Regions from separate parts of the Sus scrofa genome. Here region 1 is linked to region 2. A link is a contact called in public Hi-C data. All regions are on one chromosome and are shown on one strand. Each heading gives the region's core, a stretch centred on a gene start, on an enhancer-like site or on the middle of the called end of the contact. The rest is flanking DNA. Distances are from core to core; before and after follow the strand shown. Region 1 has its middle 80 kb from the start of FAM184A. Region 2 has its middle 370 kb from the start of MAN1A1.

The links. Hi-C and Micro-C count contacts between places; a contact is called where the count stands out from the background.
Region 1: a Hi-C map of liver shows a contact between it and region 2, with 6 times the contacts expected there. The contact joins two enhancer-like sites. A contact is called at or near these places in 5 of 47 Hi-C or Micro-C datasets (embryonic fibroblasts, epiblast stem cells and liver).

The regions. Positions count from the first base shown.
Region 1 is chr1:42,921,945-42,925,169 of Sscrofa11.1, forward strand. No RefSeq gene overlaps it. Among named protein-coding and RNA genes, the nearest start is that of FAM184A, 80 kb to the right of the region's middle. Within about 2 kb of position 1,762, at least 21 of the 83 cell types and tissues checked have an H3K27ac peak or open chromatin away from gene starts, as enhancers often do. A contact at or near this core is called in liver, where this site is marked.
Region 2 is chr1:42,362,650-42,365,823 of Sscrofa11.1, forward strand. No RefSeq gene overlaps it. Among named protein-coding and RNA genes, the nearest start is that of MAN1A1, 370 kb to the right of the region's middle. Within about 2 kb of position 1,447, at least 3 of the 83 cell types and tissues checked have an H3K27ac peak or open chromatin away from gene starts, as enhancers often do. A contact at or near this core is called in liver, where this site is marked.

The DNA.
Region 1 (3,225 bases), core at 512-3,011, 560 kb after region 2:
AAATGTTTTCAAAATCTAAACAGCAGCTTGATTGGAATCTGCTTTTGTATATTTAGTGCAGCAACACTGTCTTAGTTTTTTTTTTTTGGGGGGAGTGCTTTCAGAACAAAGTACCACAGATTGGGTGGCTTAACAAAAATGTATCACCTCACAGCTGTGGAAGCTAAAATTCTGAGATCAAGGTCTCTATGGGGTTGGTTCCTTCTGAGGACTGTGAGGAAGAATCTGTTCTGTGCCACTCTCCTGGCTCCTGGGGGTGTATTGGCCACATGTGGCATCCTTGGCTTATAATGCATCACCCCATCTCTCCCTTTATCTGCACTTGGCATTCTCCCTGTGTGAGCATCTTTGTCCAAATTTCCTCTTTTTGTGAGAATGCCAGTTGTCTCGGATTAAGGCCCTCCTAACGATGTCATCTTAACTGGACCATCTTCAAAGACCCTATTACTAAATAAGGGTCACCTTTTCAGGTACTGGGGATTAGGACTTGGGCATTACTGGGGGGACACAATTCAACCTACAGTCCGTGTATTACCTCGTTCAGTGTCGTAAGGGCCGTAATGGTCACTAGGATAAACTGGGACATGGAGGCTTGAAAAGATTTGTTTACCTTTTCCAAATTCATCTACTGCACAAAAATGGCAGAACGAGGGTTTGAATCTAACAGTTTGACTCAAACAACGATGCTCTTCATCACCATATGGGGTTTCCCAAGAGCATGAGGCACTTTCCCAGCATTTCAGTCACCAGACCATAGGTTATGCTCTGTGATCGTCCTATCTACTTGCAGGAGTGCTAGCTACTAATGATGGAACACCTAGGCATATGTACCTTATCTCACTGAATCCCCCCAAACAACCTCGGAAGTCATTTTCTCTTTACCCCGGTTCACAGAGACGCAGATTAAAGGTCAAAGACATTGAGAACTTTTGGCCAATGTCACAAATAAAGTAAGGATGGAGCCAGGATTCAGGTCATTCCCCTCCCCAACCTAGATCCTGAAGATGTATTTCTCCCACTGCGTTTTGCTGTCTTTGACACAGACCTCAAAGGACATTAGGATATCAATTGGCCACATAAAAAATAAGAAGTTCAAGTAAATCTTGCCCATGCTGTTTTTAAAAGTGAGCACAAAACAAATCTCAGTTCCTAAGAATTTGAATCACCCCAGGGAAGGTACAGGAACATAGCAAATGTTTGTGTGATTACTTGGGCAACCTTGCCTGTGCTATGTAAATATGTAATGACTAATCAGCCAGGGCAGCTGAGGGATTTTTCTAGATGTGGGCAGTTTTTTATTTGTGCATATTTGCCCAGCTACGCGTGTGAAAAGGGAGGAAAAAAAGACTTCTAGCTATTTAGCATAATCATGAACCAAAACAAAAGGAGAAATTATTTCACTCCTGCTTAGGTAAAACATTTTAATCTTTCTAAATCTCTGTGTGTGTATTTTTGGGTTCGTAGCAACTGGCAGACTATTTAGGACAGAAATGTACATGTACTGAGGGCAAAGAGAGCCTTGGGAGGTGAGGATGTGTGCTGAGAAAGGAGAGATGATGTTTGGCCAGTGACAAACAGAAACTCCATTGACAAGGAATAGTCCTTGGCAAAATAATATTAAGATTTTTCTGGAGGTTGTTTACCATTACTAGTTTTCAGTTTTCTGACGTTGACAAAAACGGAAAAACCCAGATCCTGACTCTCCGGAGCTTCTCACTTTGCCGACTCTGCAAGAGCATTGGCAGCTTTATAGCGCCATCATGTGGTCACTTGTCAATTTGTTCCAAAATTCCGCGGGAGCCCAGCCTGGCAAGGAGAGGGACTGATGCGCACAGGATTGTGTTGGGCGAGAACAGAGCTGGCTAGTCCTCTAACTGACACAGGCAGCAATAGGGTGGTGCTGGGGGAGGGGAAAGCCAGGGCTGAGAAGACCCTGGGGGCAGAGCAGGGGTGGGGCAAGAAGATACCGAGCAGCTGGACCTGACCGTGTAGACAGGCAGCAGCAAAGAGGAAATTGACCCACGGGGAGTCATCGTAATGCCGCCTTAGTCAGGATTGGATGAGGAAGTTTCTTGGAAGAATTTAAGCTTCCAGAGAAGGAGGAGGAAGTGGCTACAGTGGTGGTAATGATGGTGGCTGTGGTTGTGGTAATGGTAACGTAATGGTGATGGTGGTGGTGGTAGGGGACCCATTTTGAGGGCAGCTGAGGGAGGCAAGAGACATGAAACAGAGGCTGGCACTATTCCACAGGGTATCTCAGCACCTCTAATGAGAGTTTGGGGACCTTCTCCTATCCTGGTGAGAAACTGTATTTGATTTCCTGGGAAGGCAGTGGCCGTGATTTGGAAAGGGGAGGGGTGCTGCAAATGCAGGACTGGGGTGGCAGAGTACCTAAGCAAATTTTTGGCCTCTCCAAGTTGGATTTCCTCATTGTAAATTAGGGTGTTTGCTTCATGGAGCTGTTGTGGGGATGCAAGAAGATGATACAGAAAAGATTTAGCACGATGCCCAGCAATATTATAAACAGTACATGTTAGCCATCACTCTTACTCCTGCTATCATTGTTCTTAATATCATCATTTTGGACAAAATCTCCAATGTGTAACTCCTCCTAATAGCTGGTCCACATTTACCTGTGGACCAGAATCATGGTCATGAATACACAGCGTGATGTCTTTTTGACCAGACTTGCAGACTGTTAAAAATAAAAAGCCACAGGAGCTAGTCAATACAACTGTTGGGCCTTTCCTGCTAAACATTCCAGTCAGTGGGTCAGAGAGCCAAAGTATATCAATCACCTTGTGATTTGTAATTTTTGTATTGCCTGTCCTTTCCCAGCCCCTTGGTTCTCCCCGATATTTTTTTCTCCGGGCACGCACTGTATTAGTCAGTCTCAGCAGGAATCAGATGGACCCAAAGGAGTAACTGAAGGATCAGTGATAGAGCTGTTTATGGACATGAACCTGTACTTTCAAGTGCCAATAAAGGCTCCACTTGATCAGAAAAAGCAGTCCATCCGGTCATCCAATCCGCAGAATGCTAAACCAACTCGAGGCTCTATACTTATTTCCTCGTTCCTTGATTTTTCTTTTCTTTTCTTCAGCATGAGGAAGTTCCCCCGGCACCGGGGATCGAATCCAAGCTGCATCAGCGATGAAGCCCAATCCTTAATCTGCTGAACCACCAGGAAACCTCATCTTTGATCTTTCTAAACAAGGTCAGATC
Region 2 (3,174 bases), core at 197-2,696:
GAACTCCACATGATGACTATTTTGGCTTTCTTACCACTCTGGAGCCCCTTTTCATTGAATTCTAATAGCAAAACACAGTGACATGTCTCAACAGCATTACAAAGGATAATAAAAAATCAATTTTCAAATTTTTAAACTAATGTGTGATACAGAGCATTAATGTCCTATCTGAAAATATATTTAGTTCAATCTAATAATTTCAGAGCATTTTCAATAAACCTTTTTTCAGATATCATCCTTTCTAATAAAGAGCCTAGTTGAATCATCACAAAAGTGAAAACAATAACAAATTAATGTGGCAGAATGAAAAAGAGGCTGTACTAATGATCAGTGTTAACACAAGCAGTAAACAGCTGCTCAGCTCTTCCCAGAATCAGCCTTACCCTTGACCACCTCTCCTTGAGCCTTTCTCTTCTGGCTTTGGACCATCTGTCATGTGTCAGTTAAGCCATATTCTGAGACATCTACATTTCAACACCAATCTCAAACCCTGTAAATATGCACAAATTCTAGGCAAGACCATTATGGCCTATTTTAACATTTTGTTTTCCTTAGTTTCATTTAAAACCCTATCACACAAGGGAGAAACTTAGAAAATTTCAGTGGCAAAATGCAGTATAATTGCCTCTGGGAAGTTCCTCTTACCTTCTACAAGATTTGGTAGCAATTCAATAAATTGTCAAGCCTTGTAAAGAAGGAGAATACCATACAATTTCCTCTAGTCAATAAGGAAGATGCACTGGGGATTCGGTTAATTCTGAAGCCTCAGATCTTGAGCGTCTATAGGATTTTCCTCCTTAGCTGCATTTCAATCTCAATCCTGAATATAATATTTAAATTTGTCATGACCATATTCAGTTATCATTCTCCTACTTTCCAAATGTTATGTATCATTTATGAGAAATGAAAACAAAATTGTCTTTCTTGATCTTTGAAATAACCCAGAGTACCTAGTTAATTTCCAAATCTATTTTCTCAGTTGAGTAGGGGAAGAAAACGAAATGGAGCCAGCTTGCTGAGCTAAATAGAAAAAGTTCAGAACTGAGATGAAGAGCTAAATTATCTTTTCCAATACATCACATCAACAACTTCACAGACCGCCTAGGAAATTCTACACTCTAAACCTTCCTACTGAACACCTACTGAATATATCATCTAAGATAAGGTGAGAAATATGGAGACAATGTTATATTTATATATAACTATGCCTAAGAGTCTATTTTGTTTAAACGAAGTTTATCAGGTTATTATTCTCTTGACAAGCTATCTGGTTTCTACTTAGAGCAGTCACAATACTTGATTTAAAATGTAAAATGAAAAGAGCTCTTACATGTGATAAAACCAATTTAGTTTTAATTCAGAAATAAAAATAGACCCTAGTGCAACCCACTGTTTACTCTTCTACTTGAACATGTTTTTACATTTCAGGAGAGAAAGATCAGTTTACTCTCTGCACAAAAGCAAACATTGCAAAGGACCACAGGTCAGTATGCAGGAGGTTCTCAAACTGGAACATTTTCTTTCCTTTGCTGTTTTATCCCTTCCCATTTTCAATTTAAAGCATTGACTGGTAATTTAACCTTATGCCTATGAATTAGTGGATATAAGTAAACTAAGGGATAAGAGTTGTGCTGTAAAAATGATCACGCAGGAGGCAGAGCACTGGTGCTCTCATCACTGGAAACTAATCACAGCTTTGATTTATTTGCAGTTCCTGGCACACTAACCGCTAGCACAGCTAGTACACAGAACAGCTAGCAAAGATCAAGGCAGTTCACATATTAGAATGCTTTGCTTACCAAGAAAGCACCTACTATATTCGAAAGAATCTTTACACAAAAACAAACACGGTGGAACTGGAGGAAGTGCATAGTTTAACTACACTCCCTCTGAAGAAAAACACTATTTCCACTAAACATCCAAGCAGATTCATATTATTCAAGCACCTGGCAGAACTGTAATGGTAGGCACTTGTGGCCTCATCATCATAAAGATAAAAAGGCTAACATAGCCCAACCCTCATACTTCCTGCTACTCCTTCTTTTTCTTCTAAAGACGAAGTAAGGAAAAGTTGGAATAAGAGTAATATTCTTCTTTACTGATGGGAACAGAATTTTATGAATATGCAGTTTCACACGACCCCCCTCCCCAAAGATCTGTTTCTGAGATCCTCTTATAAATAAAACAAGTCTCCATCAGTTTTCAGTACTGCCACAATTAAACACACACGTGCACACACACACCATAAATGTATACACAATTTTCAGGGAATTTTAGCTATCCCAAGCATATATTTAGTTCAATTCAAATCTATGTGCAACCATGTATTTAGCCTGTCAAAGTATGTTCACATTTGAAAGCAGTTACGATGAGCAAAAGCTATTATTTACCTTCGAGTTTTGGACCCTGCCTCATCACAAAAGTGACACATGAGGCACAGAGGACTCCTCTCTTTCTTACTGCTCACAGTAAGTACTAAACATTTAGAATGAAACTAAGAGGAGTTCCTGCTGTGGCACAATGGGATTGGCAGCATCCCTGGAGCTCTGAGATGCAGGTTCGATCCCCATCCTGGCACAGTGGGTTAAGGATCCAGTGTTGCCAAAGCTGTGGCCTAGGTTGCAACTGTGGCTTGGATCTGATCCCTGGCCAAGGAACTCCTCATGCCACAGGGCAGCCAAAGAGAAAAAGAAAAAGAAAAAAAAAAAAAAAAAAAAAACTAGAAAACTCATGGCCCTAAGTCAGCAAGCAAACAAACCAATTAAAAACAAAAATCAAAAAACCTAAGCTGACTCTAAGTCTGCAGTTCAGAGGTGACTTCTGGTGCCATTTTCAACACATAGGAGAGAAATGTCACACTAAAATTACTGTTGTTAATTCTCCATAGTAAAGCTATTTTCTTATTTCCTGTGAGAATGAATTTAGGGAACAAAATGTGATAGCTGGAAATTAGAGTCAAATGATAAGTTTCACTAACAAAGCTGTTCTGTAGCGCTTGCTGTGTGTGTGTGTGTGTGTGTGTGTACATGCAGTTTTGTACCTATTTTTCTAACATATGACTAAAAGAACAATAACTAAATACATTTTTCAAGGAATAATTTCAAATGATAACACCCTTTCCTTCACTGAAAAGAAACAGGAAACAAAGTTCCAAAGCCATTTCTTGTAGTAAAA